Linked DNA regions of Rattus norvegicus: region 1 is linked to region 2. The links are chromatin contacts, called in public Hi-C maps. All regions are on one chromosome and are shown on one strand. Each heading gives the region's core, a stretch centred on a gene start, on an enhancer-like site or on the middle of the called end of the contact. The rest is flanking DNA. Distances are from core to core; before and after follow the strand shown.

The links. Hi-C and Micro-C count contacts between places; a contact is called where the count stands out from the background.
Region 1: a contact with region 2 is called in a Hi-C map of the A7r5 cell line, with 2.1 times the contacts expected there. The contact joins the enhancer-like site here to the promoter of Fhod3 in region 2. A contact is called at or near these places in 3 of 12 Hi-C or Micro-C datasets (the A7r5 cell line, frontal cortex and psoas muscle).

The regions. Positions count from the first base shown.
Region 1 is chr18:16,339,632-16,346,116 of GRCr8, forward strand. All of the region lies in intron 3 of Fhod3 (formin homology 2 domain containing 3), which reads left to right. Among named protein-coding and RNA genes, the nearest start is that of Fhod3, 75 kb to the left of the region's middle. Within about 2 kb of position 5,155, at least 9 of the 93 cell types and tissues checked have an H3K27ac peak or open chromatin away from gene starts, as enhancers often do.
Region 2 is chr18:16,266,724-16,274,264 of GRCr8, forward strand. Fhod3 (formin homology 2 domain containing 3) reads left to right here and starts at 1,288. Exons shown (of 28, transcript NM_001415720.1): 1 at 1,288-1,582. The coding sequence starts at 1,418.

The DNA of each region.
Region 1 (6,485 bases), core at 3,905-6,404, 77 kb after region 2:
AAACCCATTGTCTGTGTGGTAACTAAAAGTTAATACAATGGACACAAATAAACCATGATGGATTTTTGTAATCTTCCTTTGGCATGATTTTTCTTTCCTCTTCTCTTTCCTCCCCCACTCTTCTTCCTCCCTCTCTCCAGCCTTCCTTTCACTTTTATTTGTTGTACTGAGGATGGAACCCAGGGCCACACGCATGGTTGACAGGTGCTCAACTGCTGAGCTATATCCTCAGTCTTCTTTATTGAGATAGGCCCACCTAACTTGTCCAGGCTGGCCTTGAACTTAGAATTCTCCTGCCTTAGTGCCATGAATAACTGAGATGACAGACATATGCAACCCTATTTTTCTCTTTTTAAAATATGTGCATGTGTGCATATGTGTGTGTTTGTATGGTAGACATATGTGTGTGCATGTTGGATATATATATGTATGTACGTGTGTGTATGGTGTATATGTGTGTATGTATGTCTGTGTGTATATGATGTATATGTGTGTATGTGTGTCTGTGTATGGTAGATATGTATATGTATGTGTAGTATGTCTGTATGGTAGATGTATGTATGTGTGTATGATAGATGTATGTGTGGTGGATGTGTGTGCATATGGTGGATATATAGTATGTTTGTGTATGTGTATGCTATATATATGTGTGTCTGTGTGTATGCTAGATAGGTATATGTGTGTATGATGGATGTGTGTGTGTTGTGTGTGTGTATGTATATTATATATATGTATGTGTGTATGTTAGATGTGTGTGTATATATGTATGTATGTATGTATGTGGTGGATGTGTGTATGTGCATATGGTGGATATATGTATGTTTGTGTATGTGTATGGTATATATGTGTGTGTGTGTCTGTGTATGGTAGATGTGTATATGTGTGTATGTTGGATGTGTGTGGTGGATGTGTGTGGTGGATGTGTGTGTTGTGTGTGTGTGTGTGTATATGTGTGTGTATATTAGATGTGTGTATATGTATGTATGTATGTATGTGGTGGATGTGTGTGTGTTGTGTGTGTATATATATATATGGGGTAGGTGTGTGTGTGTATATGTATGTATGTGGTGGATATGTGTGTGTGGCAGATGTGTGTCATTTATGTAAGTATGTGGGTGCAGGCTTGCTATGGCTCCGGTGTGGATGTTAGAGAACAGCCTTGGAATTGGTTAGTCCTCACTTTCCACCCTGTTTGAGAGAGCATCATCTTTGTCATTCTGCTACTGGGCATGGCTGTGTTGCCTGGCAAGCTTCTCTGTCTCTCCCCCATTCTGCTGTGAGAGAACTGGGATCACAAATACACTACTGCATCCATTTTCTGTGGGTTATGGGGATTAACTGAGGCTCTTGCACTCAAGTGGCAAACACTGACTGCACCATCTTCCAGCCACATTTTTATTTCTTAAGAGAAATGGTATAGGATCCAGCACCCACCCAATCCCAATAACACAAGGACTGCTTGTTTCTTGGGGGCAGACAGTAGTAGAGGGTGTCAGCTGCCCTGTAGGGGGACGGTAGCTGAAAGAACAACAGGATTCTGATTGTCAAACCAGCATCATCTGGTGGTTAGATGTGGGGTTTAACAGTTTCTCCAGAAACAGGGGGCCGGAGAATCCTGAGGGGTCGCTGTAAAGAAGCAGGTGACCAGCCTGGCTTCTATAAGTCCTGCAAAAGGTTTGTTGGTGGAAGCTGGCTCCCATTCCTGTCAAGATCACATGGCCTGAACCCATCAGTATCAGTTGTGCTCCTGTACCATGAGACGTTTCTAGATTTCTCGCAGAATAATGACACGGTTATTAAATGCCTGCTGAGCCCGCCATGATTGTCATTCTTTCTGGCGTCCTGAGCCTTGGCCTTGCCTTCCCTCTGTACAGATGCGGCATGGCTGTTCATTTTCCTTGACTATGGGCTCAGCACATCGGAATCATAAGCTCTGTCTTTGTTTGAAGATGGATTTCCCCCAGCTGTTCAGGAAGACATGAGGAGCCTCTCTGTACCCCCTCTTCTTCACTCCTGCCTAATAAAAGAGGGTGAACAAGGGAGAAGGCAGTGTGATTTCTTTGGTGAAAGCCCTACTCCGAGGGCTTTCAAAGCCTGCTTTGCCATGGGCTGTGGTGGTGTGCTTCTTGGAAGTCCTCTGGATGAAGTTGAAGCCCCATCTGCCTCTCTGGTTGCCCATATGGTTCAGACCTCATGAGGTAGAAGAGCAGAGTCACTTGTGTCCCCAGGACTCCATTGGAGCCTCTCCGGTACAGTTGGACCAGTAGAAGGACTTGGAAATGCCGTATTTTAGTCACAGCTCTGCTCAGTGGATCTGAGACTACCTAGTTCTGGCAGACAGAAGGATGAATTGTGTCCTTGAGTGTGTGTGAGCAGGACAGGCAGCTGTCCCTGCTTTCCTCCTCTCTGTGTCTCTGATTGAAAGGTATTGCTTCACCAAACTGAACCAATATGGAGGTGACCTGGGTTTTGTTTTGTTTTGTTTTGTTTTGTTGAGGCCAGAATATTCAAGGTCAGAGAGAGAGTGAGTTTTAAATAAAACGTGATGCCATCCATATGCACAGTCCAATAGTAGTGTGGTATTTGGTGCTGTGGAGATCACAGTGTGTCCATCCTGGGTCTCACACACATCCTGGGCAACATGGTCTTACAAGCATATTTTTTACCTTGATTTTTTTCCTCCAGAAAATGCTTTTTGAGTAATGTAAGAAAAGTCACTGTAGTGTCAAGCTAAGAGTGAGAGATTGTTTGGGGGTGAACCTGTGGTAGCCTGCTTTAGTAGAGCATCCTACCCGCTGGCCACTGATCTCATGAGGCTTAAGCAGACTGCTTCCTCCTACCTGAACGGCTGACAGTAGACTACGCTTATGATAATTTTATGTTAATTTTGTCACTGTGATAAAATACCCAAAGAAAGCTCATGATTTGAGAGGCGCAGTCTGTCGTGGTGGTTCATGATTGTTGCAGCAGGAACATCAGGCTGCTTGCGTATATCTTGGAGATCTGGAAATAGATCAGACGGGAACCTGGGCTGGTCTAAAACCCAGGAGGCTTACTCCCTGGTGTCTCATTTCTCTTTTCAGACAGAGACAACATCCTACAAGGTGTCACAACCTCCTAAAAGAGTGCCGCCAGCTGGGCCCTAAGGGCTCAAACACGTGAGCCTGTAGAGGGACATTTTTTTATTCACAGCACACGATGGTTTGGTGTTGGATTGCATTGGATTGCCCACAATATTTTGAGAGGGAAGTAGGAGTTATTTTACCCTAAAACTCTGGGACCTGGAGGGCAAAGTGAGGATTGTGGAAAAAATGGATGAGAAACATTGGGGGACAGTACTACATGGATTGGTGACAGGTAACTTACAAGTGAAGCCATCTTGAGAATAGGAGGAGTTTACTTATCTGGCCAGAAAATGACACTGCTTTGACGTCTGTGCCCATAACCCAGAAATAGACCACAAATGCTCATCAGGAGGTATGTAACGGGAAATTAGGAGTCCCCAGAGAGCCCGTGGGCTCAAATTGTAGTTCAGATCATTTTGTTGTTTGTGTGTTCTTCTTTGTGCTTGATGCTTGTGGCCATCAGGTGCAGACCTACCATATCCTGAGGTTGAGAGACACCAAGGCTTGAGTACAACATGTTCCCACTTTTGGTGACAATCAGAGACTAGGTACAGTTGGCCCATTTCTAGATAAATGCCAGGCTTCTTGTTTCTTCAGGGATGCCTATGGGTACCTAAAATCCATGTGTGATCTCTGCCCAGGTCAGGTAGTGCTGGTCCATAGAAATTTTCTTCACAGTGGCAGGATTGTCCTATAGGGGATGCTCTGGACAATAGCAGACAGGCTCAGCTCTGGGAGCTTAGTCAGGTTGAAGGCCTTCGGCTATAGTGGGTGACATCTCAGAAAAGGCCTTTGGAAGCCAGAGCTTTGCAGCCAGATACACCCACAGTAGGTCTACTTCTCAGCAGGTCAGTGAATCTCCCTGGGCAGCTCCTTTGCAGAGGTGGTGCTGAATTGTCCTGTGTTAATTACAGGGTGGGTTTTGAAGCCTGGGATACACACGCTTATGCCCTCATATCCTGTGGTGCTTCTTAGGCCACATGGATCTGTGGGATTGTATATGTGTTATCTTCTTGATTGACTCTTAGGGTTTCAGCCTTTGCTTGTCATCTCGTCCACAATGAGGTGGGCCATGTGCTGTGCTTGTCATAGGTCCCCCTTCCTCTGTCTTCCTCTCTCTTCTTCCCTTCCTCTCTCTGTCTCTCTGTCTCTCTCTTTTCCTCCCTCCCTCTGATTCTCCCTCTCCTACTCCCCTCCTTATCTTTCCTTCTGTCTATCTGTCTGTCTGTCTGTGTCTGTCTCTCTCTCTTTCTTTGTGTGTGTGTGTATGTGTGTGTGTGTGTGTGTGTGTGTGTGTAGGGTGAGCACGCATAGGCATTCACTGCATAGGCATTCTGGCTGTCTGGCCTTGTTGCACTGGTTTCCTCTAGAGAAGGGTATATTCTGGAAGATTGGAGCTAGTCTGTCTGACTTCTGTCCTGCGTCTGCCACTCAGGCTGTTTGACTTGGAACAAGCTACCTCTCCCTGACTCTACTCCCCACCTATAAAATGAGACGATGAGGGCCGTTGGGGTGTTTCAGCTATTCTTCTCACTGCTGGGACAAAATGTCTGATCAGAGGGTGCTGTCTATTAAGGTCGGGAGGCCTGGCAACAAGAGGCCTGTTGTTTCCCTCTTTATTCTATCTAATACCCCAGCCCATGGAAAGATGCCACTCATATTTAGGGCGAGTCTTCCCACCTTGCTTAACTCAAATCAAGAAACTCTTTGGCTGAAAGACACATCCAGGGGTTTGTCTTCTAGGCGATTCTAGACCTTGTCAGGTTGATACTATTAAAAGGAATGAATCCCAGAATGATGCCCAGTGTTCAATAAACACTGGGAATGGAGAAGCTATTATTGGCTGCTCAGCATAACCAAGGCACATGGCGGGTCTTAATATATCTATATGAATAATGCAAGCGGCAGTGTCTGGGATTAGATCGAGAGCCAAGCTGAAACCCGAGAGCACAGTCATCTTCCCTCTCTTCCCGAAATCCTCTCAGGTTTCTCTGAAGTGCTGGTAAGATGTAACAGCCAAAGGTGGACTCCATCTACTAAAAACAGCCTCCCTGGGTAGACAACCCGAGGAGACAGAGGAAAGGCAGGCCCTGCCCTCACGGCTCCCGTCCTTATGTTACTGTTTTCTTTACCCATTAGTCCCACAGGGGCCCAGCAAGGTGGTGCGAGGGCAGAGCTGTACTGGAGCAGACAGGGCGCCTGCATCTGCTCTCATCGCTTTTTCTGGGCTTGTCTGGGTCTCTGCTCACAGCGGGTGCATGCCTCGCCATCGAGTGCATTCTTCTTCCTCCGGCTACCGTGATGGCAGATGAGAAGGGTGGTTTTAATGAATTACTGTTTTCCTTGGGAGATTAAGCTTTCTTTATAAATATAATTGCTGACACACAGCCTTCTGGTGCTTACATATCATTTGCCAATTAGGATAATGGATTCAAAAAGCCTCCAGGAAAAGTGACATGGACAACGTTAAGCCTGTAAGTCGGTGTAGATCACTGGTGGATGAAGTACTTTGGCCAACTGGAAGCAACATGTCCCAAGTCTGCCCACAATGTGCTTGGGCTAAGAGGTCTGAAAATATTCATGACCTTTGAGGAAGAGATTAAAATTAGTAGGCAGAGATGCTGCAGCCAAACTTGTGATGTGTGTCATTCCACAGCGTCTGCCATGCTGGCCACATGCTTCTGGGATGGTTGTGGGGTAGAAGAAGGCTGTGCCGCTTAATTTTAGAGTTAAATGATTGAGCAGAATATTGAAAACATTTGGGATGGGCTTGAAACTGGGGATGGGTGTTGAAAGTTTCCATCACCTTTTAAACCTCCTTCTGCCTTGTCTCGTTCTGTGTGTTATACACACATGTCCACGTTCATGTGTGTGTGTGGGTGCATGAATGCCAGGATTCGAGTGTGGAGGTCAGAGGGCATTATCTGTTGCCTTCCAAGGGTTTCTTCCTGTGTTCAGATGTATATGCTAAATTGGCTAGCCTCTGAGCTTCCAGGAATGTCCCTGTGTCCCTCTTCCGTCTTGCCACACGAGAGCTGGGATTATAGATGCTAGTGTGTCCAGATTCATGTGAGGTAAAGTGATACGAATACAGATGCTCATGCTTACCTGATACGTACTTTGTACCCACCGAGCATCTCAGTCCCACCCCCCTCCACTTGCTTAAGGGGTATCTTCCTGGCACCTCTCTATTTTTGGTTTTTGCTCTTAGTATGTAAGTGTTTTCCCAGCGTGGCACTAGGACCACTTCACAACAGGGCCAGCCTCTGTTGTGAAGGCCGTTGTGTGCATTGCAGGATGTTGTCAGCATCTGACCTCCACCCACGGAACGCCGGGAACAATGCCCCAGTTGTGAATACC
Region 2 (7,541 bases), core at 38-2,537:
GTTGCCTGCCTCTGCCTCCTGAGTGAGGTGTGCATTATACCCAGCTAAAAGAGCCACAAAGGAAATCTTCAGGATAGGGCCCTACATTGAAACACACACACACACACACACACACACACACACACACACACACACACACACACACAAACTTGTGGGGAATCCACAAAGAATGCATGTGAAAGATTCGAGTGAGGCTGCTAAGTGAAGGGCAAGGGTTTCTTTTCTCTTGAAACCAGAGAAAAGGGAGAGGGACGTACTATGGAGGCATCATGGGTGTGAAGAACGGCTGGATATATTGATTATTAGGGCGACCGAGAGGGATTAGGTATCAGTAATGTGATCTGGGAATGGAAAAGGTAGTCAGTTCTCTTTGGAAACGTAAGGGGTCGCCCGTGAGCAGCAAGGAGAACGGTGATCTGCTGCATGGTATTGCCAGCCTAGAGGAAGAAGGCAGGCTGTCAAGCTACATGCCAAGTCCCTGTTGCGAGGGAGGCCCCCTAACTCCCAGTCCGGTTCTTCTCCGCATCTTCACCATTCCGGGGTCTGACTAGAAGCACCCTTCTTTCTCTGTCGCAGAAGGTCAAGTTAGACCTTACTGAGGAGAGGGGTGATAATGGACAGGTTCAACTATAACTCTCAGGCAGCTGTCCGGGCCCAGTTTTGGGGTCGCCGAGCCTCTCTTTGCAGTCTTCCAATTCTCACTGCAGGTTCCCTGGCTCAAGAAATGCTGCTGGGATTCATAACCTCCGCTCCCCCCCCCCCCCCCCCCCTTCTTAGCTTCTTTTCACTCCGGCGCAAACCTCCCTGGAATCCTCTCCAGGGCTTAGGATCGCTATCTCCCAGTCACAGGCCTGCAGAGAGCTTTGCTCCCGGGTCTCTGGGTGCCCAGCAACAGGGAGACCGGCTCTGTCGCTCTCGTCTGGGAAGGGTTGTGCTGTGCCCTGTTCTAGGGGGAACATAGTCTGAAGACTGCCTTGTCCCCAGTCTAGAGCCAGCGCTCCGAGGCTGGTGCGTCCGTAACTGGGCGACCGGCACACGTGCAGAGAGCTCTGCGCAGGGGCGTTCCTGCGCGTTGATTGCTGCTAGGCTCAGGGCTGCCGACTCTGCGCTTGTAGCTCTCTCATTCCCTGTCCCTGCAGCGGTCGCGAAGGTCGGGGAAGCCCGGTCCGGTGGCTGGTAAACCGAGCAGGGGAGGAGCCCGAGGGGGAGCGGGAGGAGGAGGGGGCGCAGCCCCGCCCCCGCCCCGCCCCCCGTGGCCGGAGTCCTGGCTGCAGCCGGGCGCGCTGTAGCCTGCTAGCCCGCGAGCCTGTTAGCGGCGGCGGCGGCGGCGGCGGCAGCTTCTCCGCACACACCCGGCGCCCCCGCCTGCGCGGCCCGCTGACCCCGGGGCCCGTGCCCCACGGGGCAGGGATGCATCATGGCCACGCTGGCTTGTCGCGTGCAGTTCTTGGACGACACCGATCCTTTCAACAGCACCAACTTCCCAGAGCCCAGCCGGCCACCGCTGTTCACATTCCGCGAGGACCTGGCTCTGGGCACCCAGTTGGCCGGGGTCCATCGGCTGCTGAGGGCGCCACACAAGGTAAGATCGGGAGGGATAGGTGGGAGGCTGGAGACGCAACCCCTGCAGCTGTGCCTGCCGGGGTGAGGGCGCTGAAGTCGGGCTGAACTGGTCGAGGCCCTAGGGACACGCGCCCAAGGGCATATGCCACTGAGGCTTAGGCAAAGGGGCCAGGAGCACCCAGAAGCTAGCGCACGACTCTCTGTGCCTGGCGGGAAGGACAGCTCTATGCCCCAGTGCAGATCTTAGGGCGAGCGGGGCCCAGCAGGTGCCATGCCGGCCGGAGGCGGGTTGCATTAGGATCTCCGTGGCCTCTCCGTTAGCTCGGCCTGGTGGGCGGGGTGCAGCTTGGTCGCCCGGGCGATCAACCTGGGTACCCCGCCTGGCCCAGAGCCGAGCGCGGAAAGAGCCCTGGGGACTGCGGAACCCGGTTTTCTTGAAGAGAGCCCTGAAAGATGCCGGGGTCAGAAGCTCTGTTGGGCCTCCCTGGCACTGTGGGCGGCTGGGCGACCCTCGCGACAAAGCACGCTTTCCGGGAACACCTCCCCCTCTTCCCTCTGGGAAGGGGCGCGCACTGCGATAACTAGCGTTCACACTATCCCGTTTTTTCTTTTTTTCTTCCGAGGAGCAGGTGGCCTCAGGAACCTTGGAGAAGCAGCCCCTGTGGGAGGAAGGGCGGGGGCGCGGGCAAGGGGCGCACAAAGCCTCGGCCCAGGAGCCCCAAGTGAGTGTCCCCTGGGAAGAATGGCGTCTCAGTCCACCCGTTAGAGTTTTCTTTTCATGTCTTTTCTTTCTTTTTTAACCCTTTGAAGGAGGCCAGGCGTCTTGCAAAGTGATTGTGAAGAGCCAGGCATTGGAAGCTAATCATTTAGCTCCCCGGGAAAACCTTTCCTCCCGCTTACACAGATTGACTGCACCTTGAACGGTTTCCCTCCTTGATGTATTTTCTGTTTAGGTCCACATCAAAGTTTTGAGTTAAATAATTCCTTGAGAATCAACATGGACAAACATTTGGGAGAGAGAACTCTTAATTTCAAGAGCAAAAGTGATTTTTCGAAAAATCCTTGGGCTTTCGGTTAAGATGCCCACTTGTTTTGAAAGGAAAGTAGGAGGCCGTGCAAATGTTTGGTAGTGGTGCCCTCTTGCTCCCAGTTCCTTAGTGCTCCGTCCCTCCCACTAGTAACTAACCCGTTTGTTTTGAATGAGGATTGGGGCAGATCCCTCTCATTCCTTCCGTACTGGTGCGGAGTGGCTAGATTCTTAGATTCTTTCTGATCATGGAGCACCATACCCAGAGAGACAGAGGCTTAAGAATCGCTTTAGTAAGTTCCTGCCCCATCTTCAGCAGTGGATTCAGTTAAAAGTTTTTTTACAGTGTCTTCCACTTCATGGTTATTCCATTCATCACGGTCTCAGATTACAGTGATCTTTTGTTGAAACCACAGAAGCCTCATAATTGTGGCCCTGTGACCTTGAAGTGGTTTCCTTGGATCTCAAACCCTATATCCATGGGTTGACCTTTCGGGCTCCGAACTCAAGTGTGTTTTTACGTTCCCATAGTCTTGATCTAGTGTTCCTGGTAGGGCAGGAAATCCTGATGCTCCTCACTACCCCCTACCAGAAGCTGTTAGTACAGCAGCCTCCCCAAACTTCCCAAGGTATCCTTGTGAAACAAACACAAGAAGATTAGCTACCCAGGCTCAGTCTTAGGAATCTTCTGGCTAAAGACACCAGCAGTATTTTCATTTGCTTTTGTACACTGAATGTCTTAGCACTCAGGAGCAGAGCAGGCGGCTGACGGTTAGCCAGAGTTCCATCAAGCAGAATTCAGGGCATCTGTGTGTTTAAGTACACAGCACACATATCTTTAGGATGCTAGTTAGTTCCCAGCAACTTTGCGAACAAGATTTAGGACAGTGTCACATATCCCAGACTTATCTCGAACTAGCTCTGTATGCAAAGATACCCTGGAAGTTTTGGTCCTCCTGGCTGTGCTTCACAAGTGCCGGGATTACAGCTGTGTGCGACCACAGCCACCTTAGGCTGGAGACCGACAGGGCTTTGTGGGCGCTACGAGGCACTCTCACCACCTGAACTGGATCTGCAGCTCCTCTAGATCATCTTAGAGGAATAACCTGTGGTAGAAAGCATGCCAGTCAGGAGCACTCGGTGTCTAGTCTATGCTTCCACTGGGGCCCTAGTGAATGATCTCACTTAACACCACAGAGTTCCATCAAGTAGGACTTTTATTGTCTCTGTTTCAGAGGCAAAGACACAGAGGTAGAGAGCAGTTAAGTAACCTATTCTCTGCCAGCAGTAGGGAGCTGAGAGCCTAACTAGGCCTGTGTGACTAGATACCTCAATGCTGCTCTGCCCCATGAGCAGCTGTGTGGGTGAGGGCAAAAGTTCTATACTTCCTGGGCCTTCTCACCCGTTACCTGGGGAAGTTCACCCAATACAGCCACCTTGGTTCTGGGCACTTGTTGGCCTAGGGCAGTTGATGTTTCAGTATAAGGGCTTGAAGAATTCCTGGCCTGGTACAGTTCTCAGTCAGAGGTGGGGACATCATAGTCACCAACCATGCTGTGAGCAAGTAGCTGGAGGGGACAGGAGCTCACTGTCATTCCAAGCCCCTGCCACCAGCAAGTCTTGCCAGGGTTTAGGGAACAGGTTTTCTGGGGCATTTAGGGAACAAGTGCTCTGAGACAGGCCTTTGCAAGAGGGAGAGAACTCTAGGAGGTAGAAGGGGAAAGAATGAGGGTGAACTGACATATACACACTCTCAGTGTTCTCAGCCTTGCCCTGCAGGCCACAGGCAGAGAAAAGCGTATAGGGTGTAAGGCTGGGCTTCAGGAGCTCCTGCATAAAAACAAACAGAAACAGACAAACAAGGCACCTGAGACTTTAAGGAGAGGGTGGAGAGTGGCTCAGTGAAAGTGCCTGCCACATAAGCGTGAACACTTGAGCTCAGTATCCCAGAACTTAAAAAAAAAAAATGTTGGATACAGTGGTGCATGTGTGTAATCCCAGCACTGTGTGTATGTGTGTGTGTGTGTGTGTGTGTGTGTGTGTGTGTGTGTGTGATAAGGGGAGGAGTGTGGAATGGTGGAGTCTGAACGATCCTTGGAACTTGCTGGCTAGCCAGTCTAGCTGAATCAGTAAATTTCAGGTTCAATAAGAGATTTTGTCTCAAAAATTAAAGGGGGAGTGATTGAAGAAGATACCTGACATTAATACCTGGCCTCTACATGCACACACACACATGCACACACACACATGCACACACACATGCACACACACATGCACACATACACATGTACACACAAATGCACACATACGTACACATGCACACACATGCATACATACATACAGACACATATGCACACACATGCACACATACACATGTACACACAAATGCACACACACATATGCACACATGTATATACACATGCACACTCCCCATACACACAACGAAAAGAATCTAAGGGCATTTCCTTTCATTCGATAGACAAAACAGGAACTGTAAAGTTTTTGTATAAAAAGTAATATCTAATGTGCCTGTCAAAGTGACAGCTAGGACTCTGCAATGAAAAATTTGAAAATATTAACTTTATATGTATGAGTGTTTTGCTCACATGTATGTCTGTGTATTGTGTGCATTCTAGAACTGGAGTTCTGGACAGTTATGAGCTGCTATATGGTGCTGGAAATTGAACCCAGGTCCTCTGCAAGAGCAATGAGTGCTTTTAACCACTGAGTCGTCGTTCCAGCTCCCACAATTGTAATTTTAATGACTTAGTAGTTTGATTTGGGGACATTTTCATTGTGTACTCAGGGATAGAGTGACTGGAATGGGACAGCGAATGTGTTCTTGGTACTTCTCTGATCCAAGAACATCCTGGACCCATATCACCTCAGCAAGTTTGTGGCTACTGAGGCTGGGGACTGATGCTATTGCCGGTCCTAGCAAGTATGGACTAAGTATGGGAGTCACCTGGTCATATGAGTTTGAAATCCCCAAACTGGCTTCTGACCCGATCTGTCTCAATGGAGCTCAGTGGCTCCACATTAGTGTCTAAATGCTCTCCTCCCAGGAAGCCTGTCCATACCCATACACATCTTACTGGGCTCACCTCGAGTGTCCTCTCTAATCCTTTCTCATGACCTCTGTCTCTGTGGCTATCTGCAGAGCTTCTGGGATCCTGTCCGCAAAATAGCCAGTTGCACCCAGATTTTGCTGCAGGCGCAAGGCCTGAATTCTCAGGCCTCCCTGAGCTGCATGTGTGGACTCAGAATGTGCGTGTGCCATTGATGCTTGGTAATTTTGGTACAAATTACTGCCTAAGTGTACGGGCTACAGGTTAGGCTCATTAGGCTGATAGTTGATGGGGCTCTTACTGTCTTCTGTATCTTGAGATAACTTCCTGCAGGTGACACCCTGGTGTCCCCTTTCTCTGTGTTGCAACTAGAAGCTAAGTAGTGCTAAGATAGGGTGTGCACCATGCTGATTGACAGGTTACTTTTAGAATACAAATCCACCGGTATTATTGCCCTAATGAATTTCCACCTTAATCCTCTTAAGGGACACATCTGTTTGCTACATTACATTGAGATTTTTCAAAGATGAGATCATTAGTAAACTTGGCAAGTGGGTTGTGCTTTGGCGTCTTAGGACAACGCTGTTTAAGAATGTTCTGTGAATGGCTCCGAGTCTAAGCAGGGTTGAATCTAACCACTGCAATTAGCTCACTTGGTTGGAACCTTGCTATTGAGATTGGGATCATGGGATTGAACCCTTTATGGGTCAGCTGGCTTCGCTTCATGCATGGCCACAGACCATGTTGGTAACCCGGCCAGACACCCAGCAGGTGCTCTCATGGCTCCTTGCAAGTATCTGAGTTGGAACAGAATGACAGCCGACTTGGTGGGGGGAGGGGTTGGCGCAAGACTTCTCTGGAATGAGCTTGTGTTGGAGACTGTCCGGTAGTTAAATGTGTCATTTATCTGTGTCCCCAGCAACTGTGGCAGGTGGACACATAAGGTTCCTCCAGTGAACACATAAGGAAACTGAGTCATAGATAGGTACGCAGGTTGTTTAAGGTCTTGCTGCTTTAAGTGAAGGAGCTGGGATTTAAGGTCGAGCCTTTTTTTACTCTGAAGCCTGTAGCCAACTGTGTCCATTATTAGAAAACCATCAGAGCACGTGCTGCTGTTCCCCCCACAAGGGCGGGGCAAGGCTGCTGCTCTCCCACGGGGGCGGGGCACGTGCTGCGGCTGCCCATGGGGGCGGGGCGGGGCAGGGCTGCCTGCCACTGGGCTGTGACTTCCATCGCCCTGCTCTAGTGAGTCCTCCTACTGTTGATACTCTGTGGGGCCTGTGCCTTTTGTCCTTGGAGTCCAAGCCCGGTCCCTCAGCAAAACACTGGCCTGCCTTCGCCCTCCCCCACACGGGACTGTGAAATGTTACTTCTTACTGGTGGCAGCTTTAAACTGATTAACATGCCAGGTCAACTCAGGAACGCCCTTCCCCCACCTTCTTTTCTTTTCCTTGGGTTCTCTTTAGTGGTGAAACTTTCCAACCTCATGGGACTTGGCTTTCTTCAGCCAGAGGCAGCTACTGTTCCTGGTGGCCTCCAAATGTCACCTGCTGTTCCTCTGACTTCTGTGGCTGACCGAGGAATACCCCTGTTTGAAAGCAACCTTTATTTATTTATTTATTTATTTATTTATTTATTTATTTATTTATTGGTCCATTTACGGTGTTAGGTTTGACATTCATACGTTTTTGGGTTGGGGAGACTGAAGTAAAGAAGAAAGGGAGGCAAATATTAAATCACAGCAAAATGTTAAGCCTCGCCTGTGACAGGGATGCCATCAGCAAAATGGAGGACAGTACTATTTCCCCATCAAATAAATTGCAAAGAAAGAGAGAAGACACGAAGAAATGAAATATAAAGAAGTTGAGAGATACACTAGCCAA